2 separate regions of the Mus musculus genome follow, and region 2 is linked to region 1. Evidence: chromatin contacts called from public HiChIP or PLAC-seq data. All regions are on one chromosome and are shown on one strand. The core of a region is the stretch at or near the end of the contact, and the rest is flanking DNA. Distances in the headings are between cores, read along the strand shown. Region 1 holds the start of Rbm18 (RNA binding motif protein 18). Region 2 has its middle 29 kb from the start of Ptgs1.

Evidence for each region. HiChIP or PLAC-seq counts read pairs in DNA pulled down with a chosen protein or histone mark.
Region 2: an HNF4G HiChIP or PLAC-seq map of pancreatic cancer cells shows a contact between it and region 1. The contact joins the enhancer-like site here to the promoter of Rbm18 in region 1. A contact is called at or near these places in 3 of 39 promoter capture datasets (the HPC-7 cell line, liver and macrophages), 1 of 484 Hi-C or Micro-C datasets (Th1 cells), 1 of 115 datasets of contacts at active chromatin or transcription factors (pancreatic cancer cells) and 3 of 9 other capture datasets (adipose tissue, liver and pancreatic islet).

The regions. Positions count from the first base shown.
Region 1 is chr2:36,135,351-36,139,963 of GRCm38.p6, reverse strand. Rbm18 (RNA binding motif protein 18) reads left to right here and starts at 3,260. Exons shown (of 6, transcript NM_026434.4): 1 at 3,260-3,482. Mrrf (mitochondrial ribosome recycling factor) reads right to left here and starts at 3,566. Exons shown (of 7, transcript NM_026422.2): 1 at 3,265-3,566.
Region 2 is chr2:36,257,172-36,261,800 of GRCm38.p6, reverse strand. It overlaps a transcript of Ptgs1 not described here. Among named protein-coding and RNA genes, the nearest start is that of Ptgs1, 29 kb to the right of the region's middle. Within about 2 kb of position 2,285, at least 38 of the 459 cell types and tissues checked have an H3K27ac peak or open chromatin away from gene starts, as enhancers often do. A contact at or near this core is called in pancreatic cancer cells, where this site is marked.

The DNA of each region.
Region 1 (4,613 bases), core at 2,011-4,510:
GCAGTTAGGAGGTAAGGCAGGGAGGGGGAAGAGGAGGGTTCAAGGTCAGGCTCACTTATACAGCAAACTAGAGGCTAGCTTAAGCTAGATGAGATCCTGTCTTAAAAAACAAGCCAAAGAGAAAAAAATAACATGAATAATACAAAGGCAAACAATTTTTCTTGATGGAATTTTTGACAGCAAGTTATGCTGCATATCTGCAATCAGCCTGTGTGGGCTCTACAAACACAGGCCTGGGCTGCTTGCTTTACTCCTATCAATAATGTCACAGATAAAACATTACAGTCTCCACTTTGTACGTGTTAAAACTGAGGCTCAGAGATTAAGTATCCAAGATATGTAATAGTCAAATACTATTAAGAACTGTTCACAAAAGTTTAGCTCTGTGTGACACTTCTAAATCTAAGTTTCTACCTAATATAGCCAATGTCCAACTCACATTTATACCCAAATATGGGTATATAATAATGTTTAGTGTTTTTTTTTAATTGACAGGGTCTCAATCTGGCTGCAGTGTGCATGACAGGTTTCCTGGAGTTCCTGTTGTGGGCCATAATACCAATCCACAAAGCAACAGGAAACTAAAATGGGTTAGAAATAAACAACCTTTGACAGAAAATGTAGTACCAAAAAGCAGACCCAATCCAAGTGAACCGGAAGACAACTCTATAAATAACCACATTGCTGGAATGCTTGAGGCATACATTTCACTGCACAGAAGCCAGGAAATTTCACAGTGGAGTTCAATAAAGCAGTCCTTTGGGTCTTTAACCTTAGGAACACGAACAGTCAGGTCAGCATACATGAAGCACTAAAACTAAAGAAGAAACTTAGGAGAGTTCTAGTATGTTCCAATAACTAACCCACTCACAAGAGAATCCGTTTCTCCTCTTACTGCATGTGACCTTGAGGAGGTCAGTCCTTCTCAGCAACAACTTCCACCACATCTTTTTTTTTTCATTTTAAATAATGAATATTTTAATAATGCTTTTTATAGACTCTTTTAACAGTTTCATACATTTATGAACCTATATCCTGGCTTATCTACTGCTCCAGCAACTCCTTCCAACCACTGTGTATTGATATACAACATACATTTTTTTATTTTCTTTTTTCTCTCTCTCTTTTTTTTTTTTTTTTTTTTTTGGTTTGACAAGACAACGTTTCTCTGTGTAGTCTTGGCCATCCTGGAACTCAGTCTATAACCAGGCTGGCTTTGAACTCAGATAATCCGCTTGCCTCTGCCTCCTGAGTGCTGGGATTAAAGGCGTGCGCCACCCGCATCCCTAGTCCCTGCTTGGAATGTTCTCCCTTTATCTCTTTACCATCCATTCTTCTTTATCATCATTCTGTCAGAGCACAGGGTCATTGGCCAGCTCTTCCAACTAAACTGGTCACATTTCCTGAAATGCAGCTTTCATGCCAATACTTCATCACAGCACATAATTTTTAACAATAAAAGTAAATATGTATAATTACTTGATCCTTATCTAAATATCTCCATATGACTGCTGGCACTTCACAACAGCTCTAGTACACGAATCTACCTACTAACCTACTTGTCTATTACTGTACCCTGTACTTAGTATAGTACAAAAATAAAGACATCATACAAATGTGCTAAGTATGATAATGGACTTCCACAAAGATTAAATCCTTGCCAAATGTCAAAATGCTGGCACCAGAGTTGGAATCTACACCTCTGATGGCTGGTCCTGGGTTCTATTTCTCAACACTGCTTCCGTTATCCCCTGGATTTCCAGTTCTCTGCTTGGAACATGGTGTGCTTCTTTACAAACTCAGTACCATGTAAAGAAAGGTATTTGGAATACCTGACTCAATACAACATCCAAATGTCCTTGGCACACGCCAAAGGAGGAATAGTGGACAAAGACTTCACGTAAAGACTAGGACACCTGGATTCCAATGTACCCGCCTCATCAACCCTATCACATGCAACTTTGGAATTCACAACCACTTACATTCAAAGAGCATGGATCACAGCTCTACCCCAGATGAGAACTATAGCAAATAATTTCTCCTAATTTGGTTTTGTATCCTCGGCCATTCACTGAAGGAATCAAATCAAGTTTCCTGGCTTTCCAACTATGGGTTCTCTAAGATTCTGGGAATTTCAATGGAATGTGGTCAAAAGAGAAAGCACTGTGGATCCGATCCACCATCTGTGGTGAAACCACCCCGAGCATGCAGACCTTACAAGAGGAAGAGACGAAGACCCTTATGGAAGGTCTCAGTAAAGGTTGAATCCTCGGACACTATAGAAAATGTTAAGGCCAAGATCCAGGATAAGGAAGGAATTCCTTCTCTCAGCAGAGGCTGATCTTTGCTGGCAAGCAGCTGAAAGATGGCCATACTTTGACTGTAACATTCAAAAGGTGTGCTGAGACTTCATGGTGGTCCTGAGAAAAGGATAAAGGGTTATAGCACTGCCAAGAAGAATAAGAATAAGAAGGTTAAGTTGGCTGTGCTGAAATACTATAAAGTGGATGAAAATGTCCTCCTGATCAACATGGGGCTAGAGTGTTCATGGCTAGTTACCTTGACAGACATTACTGTGGTGAGTGTTGCCTGCCTTACTGCTTCAACAATCCAGAAGACAAGTAGTTGTGTGTGAGTTAATAAAAACACAGGAATGAGAAGGAAAAAAAAAAAAAAAAGCACCAAACTTTGAGATGGCCTAGGCAACTGTCCTGCTTCTAGTGCTTCCTAAGTATGTGATCTTAATCTGTAAAATGTGCCAGAGTCACGGGAATGATGAAGCACCATCGAAATGACAACTGTTTGCCCACTGGTCAGCAGAATGATGATTTTAAAAGCCCCAGGCATTCGACTCAGGCCTGGGTGGAATTCAAACTTCATCACTTGGGAGACGCGCGACCTTGGTAAAGACAGCGCTTGAGTTTTTGTTTCTTCATCACCACCGGGAATAATTACACCTCCGCGTGTAGGGTTGTTTGGAAAAGGCATTATTCCTGTCAGGTGACGTCTTAAGCATCAGGAACTATTTACCAAGTTCCCAGGCAAGGCTCTAAATGTCGGCTGAGTGACAATGGCCCCGCCCCACCCTTGTGAGCATAGAAGTCCCGCCCCCGGCCTTAAGGTCCAGCCGAACTCTGCTGAACCAGTCACGGATAGTATCCTAGCCCTACGAGGTCCCTCCGAGAGCCTAGAAAAGTGTCACCAGAGCTCGAATCCCGCCCACTCCTTGAGAGCCGACCCCCACACACACTCAAGGCCACTCACCAGCTACGGCCGGGACTATAGAGAAACACACGCGGGACAGCGGAGGTGCGGGCGTCATGACGTCACGGGCCAGCGCGGCGGCGCAGGCGTAGTGCGTCACGGGCGGCCAGGCGGCGAGCGGTGTTTCGGCAGAGGTAACCTCAGGTCCTTCGCTCGGACCCCAGCGTCGGAAGCTGCTTTCGGGGCATGAGCTGAGGGCACAGCTCTGAGGCTAGCAGGTGAGTACCCGAAGCTCAGTGCCATCCTGGCCGCGGGGCCTTGGCGAAAACCATCCTCACCCGCAGGCTTCTAGGCCCCGCCCCGGATTGTCCTGTCTCTGGCCGGAAATAACAATCCCATTAGTGACTTCGCTGCCAGGAATCGGGGTGCCGTGGTTGTTGGCCTGACCCCGTGGTTAACGTGTAAGAATAAGCGACCCCAGTCCCCTCCTGACTTTTAGAGTAGATACCGCTCAGCCGGGAGGAGTAGATTGGCATTTGTGAACATGTTACTCAAAGGAGTTGTCGCCTTTGCAACCCCCAAAAGACTTGATAGTCACATACTAACTTATTAGACTTTACTGTTTGTTTCTCAAAATTTCATGAGCTGAGCTGTCACATGTATATTCTTATTTAAAATGACCACGTGATGCAGGAATTTGTCTCCATCTCAGGAAAGAAGAGAATTGAAAATAGTGCCAACTCTGAGCCAGGCAGTGTACAATATGCTGGGCATAGAGAACCATGATCAAGGCCCTATGCCATAGGAGCTTTTATTATTTTAGAAACATAGGCAAAAAGTAAACTACTCATTGTGTTCACACACAGGAGCAGAGATCCTGAGGAAGATACCTAAGGGAGGGACTGTTACTAAAGGCACAGTAGTTGGAAAAGTTGATTTTGAGTCGAGTCTCTCTAGCCCCATGTCCTGTACTCTTCCTATTTATACATGGCCTCTTTGGCATGTTTAAGTATCTTTTTGGTGTTACAGTTGTTTTTAGACGTGAGAACATCAGAAGTTCTAGCATTCAAATCCAGCATTCTCAGTCTGAAGTAGTGCAACCCCCAGTCACACAGCTTTCTCAGTGTTGGGTGAGTTCTCAGCATGGTTCTGAAGGCATTAGGGGTAGAATTTGGCAGAGCTACAGACTTTAATGAGGTACTCTCCTCATAAGGGAACTAAACTGAAGAGTCGTTAAATGATAGTGCCTGTCTCAGTATCTGTCAATTACTTCAATATTTTGCCGTTTTTAAATTTAGTTCTCTTTTTCAAAAATATCCGAGAATGGAGAGTATTTCGTACAAGGCAGAGCTTGAGGCACTTCTAGATACAGAAGATACATGTTTTGGTTTGGGGGTTTGGGTTTTTGT
Region 2 (4,629 bases), core at 1,036-3,535, 120 kb before region 1:
CCATTCCCAGCTTGGGGTCCTGGACTGTGTAAGAGTACAGGAAACTAGACAAGCATTGAGTATGCATGTGTCCATTTTCCTCTGTTCTTGGCTGTGGGCATGATGTGATCCAGTGTCCTGGTGCTGTAACTTTCCTGTGGTGATGGCCTGAATCTTTAATAGTTCACCTATTTTCTGCTCTTTTATTAGCAAAGCCATGGTTATAAGTGACCAGGACCTTGGCAGTATTTGCCCTGTTCCAAGCCCATTCCATGGGGCTATTTTTTGCTCTCTCCTTTATTTGCTAGTAATTTGGTATTCAAATAGGTAGCCATTTTGAATGGCAGCTACAAGCTCTGCCATAGAGTATGCAAAAACCATTAACTGAATAGGTCAGTATTTTTCCAAATCTTCAGGACTCTCTCCTCTGAGCTCTGGTCTAGCTTGGTGACAAGAATAGTTAGATTCCAAAGAATAAGCAAAATGGCTCCCCATCAAGGATTCTCACCCAGAGAGACCCACAGATCCAGGTTATCTCAGATGTCCATGGGCTTGGTGTCTCTGCCCATGGAGCTCCTCAAAGGCTTGCAGAATTGTTTGAGAGTTAGGAGAAAGGATGTAGTTTTTCAAAAATACTAAAATAAGATGAAACAACAAAATTATAAATACCTAGAAAATGAAATGTTAATCCACTAAAAATAGCTTTACATAAGTAAATTATATATGTGTATTTATGTATATATATATGTGTGTGTGTGCAAAGTATACACATATAAATTATACATTTATGTAAATATGCACATGTAAATAATACTAAATTGGTACAATGGTACAATTATAATGTACTTGGTAAAGGATAAAGGAAGGGGCATGTAAAAGAGATTTGCCTTAGTAGCACGATGCCAGGAAAATAGTGCCTTGATTACATCACAACCACATTTCTGTTCAATGAATACTGTCCTACACTTTTCTTTTTCTGTCTTTCTTTCCTTTTAGATTTAACTTTATTTCTTTAGTGATCGCTACAATGGCTCTTTCATTTCTATAACCATAACAGAAGTCATTCTTCATGGCCATGACAACTAGAAGTCCAAAATTCTTGAACAGAGAATTTTTCAACGCACACCAGACATCTAGCAATAACCGAGCCTCTCTCTGGCCCCTCAGTAGGCAGCACACAAGGATTCCCTCTGTTTCTTACACCATTGCCCTGAGTGTCATCCCAAAGTTTTCAAGGACACCTGACAGTGTCTTCTGTCTCATTATCTGGGACAGTGGTGGCAAACTACTTGCCTCCACTCAGTATCCCAGATCCTGGAAAATTCCTAGTGCATAAGTCATTTGAATCTGTGCTCCATTTTTTTTTGTTCCTGCTTGACCCTTGGGGTGGAATGGAAGGAATATTCTTTCATAATGGAGCAATGTGGGCTTAGAAGTCAGCCAGACCTGCATCATTTGTGTTTATCCTGGGAAAGGTCTCAGGGCTTGCTCATCATTTAACATAGGGTGGAACCGTGACTGGGCTTGGAGTTCTAGTCCAGATCCTGCCAGTTAAAGGCTTATTGACCTAACATGCATCTTTTCTCTCTAAGTCCATTTTTTCCCTTTCGAACGGAAGAACCCCAGTCTTATGCATAGAGCCACTCTCCCAATCCTCAAGGTGTGTGTCCAGCAAGGTTAGCACAATGCCTGGCATGCAGGGAGTGCTCAGAACAGTCGAGCAGAACGATTAATGGTCACCAGGGGCTGGAAGGACAGAAAACAGGGAGTGACTGCTTAGTGAATACAGGCTTCCTTGTGGAATGATAAAAATGCTCTGGGGCTAGATATCAGTGATGATTGCACAATTTTCTTAATGGACTGACTAACAAACCACTACACGATGTAACATGATTAAAATGGAGGAGTGGGGATATAGTTCAGGGGTAATGTATTTGTCTAGCATGTATGAGGTCCTGAGTTTGATCCTCACATCTCAATAACAAGATTAAAGCAGTCAGTTTATATGAACTTTACCACAATAAAAGATGAGTGCTGGTAGTTGTTCCCTGCATTTATACCCCACGGGGTGAGGAGGAAGAACCTAGAACCAGTCAGGAATGCCTCCTGTGAGAACAAGAACTGAGAATCAAGACAAAGGTCGGCACTGGGCATTGCGGTGGTGGCTGGAAGGGAGGGGCAGCAGAGCAGAAGGATAAGAAAACAAATGGCATCACTTTCCAGACTCCAGGGAACCAGCTGTGCTCAGTGAACTTTGTCATGGTCATCTTGGTGTGCAGAGTGCAAGTCACAGATCAGAAGGAGATAGGAGGCCTGGAAGAAATGAGTCATGGGAGAGGAAAGGGCCATCACTCACCCACCAAGGAAGGCACAACCACAAGGCAGCATGATATGGAACCCAGAATTCCCTCTGCATCGTCTGGAAGTGACCAACATTTCCATCGCCTGCCACCTCTCAGCTCCATCTGTTCTCCCATTCCCTGATGTAACTAACTCTGCTCCTGGATGACCTGAATGAGACTCAGATGGGACAAGCCCTCACTTGGGAATATAACTACTGCCCATCAGACTGCTGCCACCCCTTGCCACTTCAGAGATGGCTGACTCTGAACAATCTATCTCATTTTTCTTTTCCTTTTCTTAATGTGTGTGTGTGCATGTTCATATGTGTGAGTGCAGTCACCTGTGTCTCATGATGCTCATGTGGAGTCAGAGGACTACGTCAAGGGTGGTCCTCACCCTCCATGTTCTTTGAGATTGGGTTCGTTGTTGAACACTGGGTTCATCAAGCTCATCCATATGGGAGTGTCTACAGGTCCTTCTGTCTCCATCTCCACCTTCCATCTCATCATAGACTCACCTTCTACCTCCATCTCCACTACACCCTGCTTTACATGGGTTCTGGGGATGTGAGCTTAGGTTCTAACTATTGTATGGCAAGCACCTTAATTTTGGAACCTTCTCCCAGCCCCAATTTGCTTGACTTTTCCAAAATTCCTCATGAAACAGAAAAACCTTGCCCATAATCCTGCTCATAATGCTGTAAGGAATAGTCCATGTGACAGGCAGTGAAGAACAGCCTCAGAGCAGACTCCTGATAAACATAGTCTCTTTCCCCTCCAGAGAATCCATTTTCTCTTTCCACCAGCCCACAAAGTAAAAGAGGATGTGGAATTAGACAGTGAATAAAGGAAGGGTCCACCTGGCATGATAAGTGAGCACAAAAGATGACTTTTTAAATTAATGGCTTTATTACTAGGAATAACAGTCCTAGGAATGCAAACAGCATAAATGGCCATCAGCAGATGATTGCATACATGCACATTAAATATTTACACAGCCAAACAGATACCCATGAGGAAAAAGAAGCCAGGCATACACAAAAAGAACATAACCATGTGGCAATATTCAAATGAAGTTAATAAGTAGTCAAAACTAACTACAATGATAGGAATCAGAATAGCAGTTAGCTTTGGGGTGTTCCTGACCACATAGGAACACAAAAATGACCTTGAAAAGGCTGAAAACATGCTACATCTTGATATCCTTGGTTCTTACATGTATAAAAAACTCATCAAGGTGTGTATGTAGGCTTATGTTATACTACAATGGCCTGGGGTTGGAAGTGGGGACCTGACATGGATGTCAACAAGGACATACTACCAAGATGCCTCCAAATCCAAAATACCAAGACCTGTGTCCCATCCCCAAATCCCATGAAGAAGAAAACCAACTCCTGAAAGTTATCTCTTGACCTCCACATGAACACCTTTGGCATGCACATGGCTGCAGTCATTCACACATGCACACACACACACTAGTGAGGTTTAATACATTGATTTATTTTGTGTACATGTGTATATTGTGTGTGAGAGGTATGTGTGTGCTGAGGTTAAAGGACAAATTCAGGGGACAGTCTGCACTTCCACCTTGTTTTTGAGGCAGGGTCTCTTTGTTAGCCACTGCTACACATTATCTCATGCTGGCCAGACCTTGAGGTTCATGGTTGGACATCCAGGAGTGCTGGGATTACAGACATATACCACTCTGTCTGGCTTTTTATATGGACTCTGAACAACTGAACTCGGAGCATCAGGCTTTCATGACAGACATTTTACCCACTAAACCATCCCGAGTTTAAGCTGTTCCTACTATCATTTACACCAGCTGTTTTATCTCTTTCTCTAGGAAGAGTGTGGTTAAGTGGGAAGACAAGCAAGTCTAATACATTGATACCTTCCACAAACACGGTTAGTTGATGAACTACAAGCACTTCACTGTCTTCAGGGTTGTGCTCACAGTTCTCCTGAGCTGTCACTGGTACCCTCTAATGGCCTCTGTAGTGTTCTACGGCTGGAAATAGAGACAAAAAGCTGGGTACATTTCCAGCCATTTGGCTACTTTTTCATCATGGGCAACTTCCCACATGATGAATCGCTCCTCTCCAAGACCCAAGTCAGGAACGAAATTCACTTCTTCACCCTCTCTTAGAGCTGTATACAGTCATATAAGCCAGTCTCCAGCAATCAAATATGAACTAAACCATAACAAAGGAAGCAAGCTGCAGGCACCACACAGAACCCATTTTCTGGCAAGGAAAATAAGAGTAGTCAACAGCTCTCCAGGCCCCAGGATCAAAATTTTGGCAAC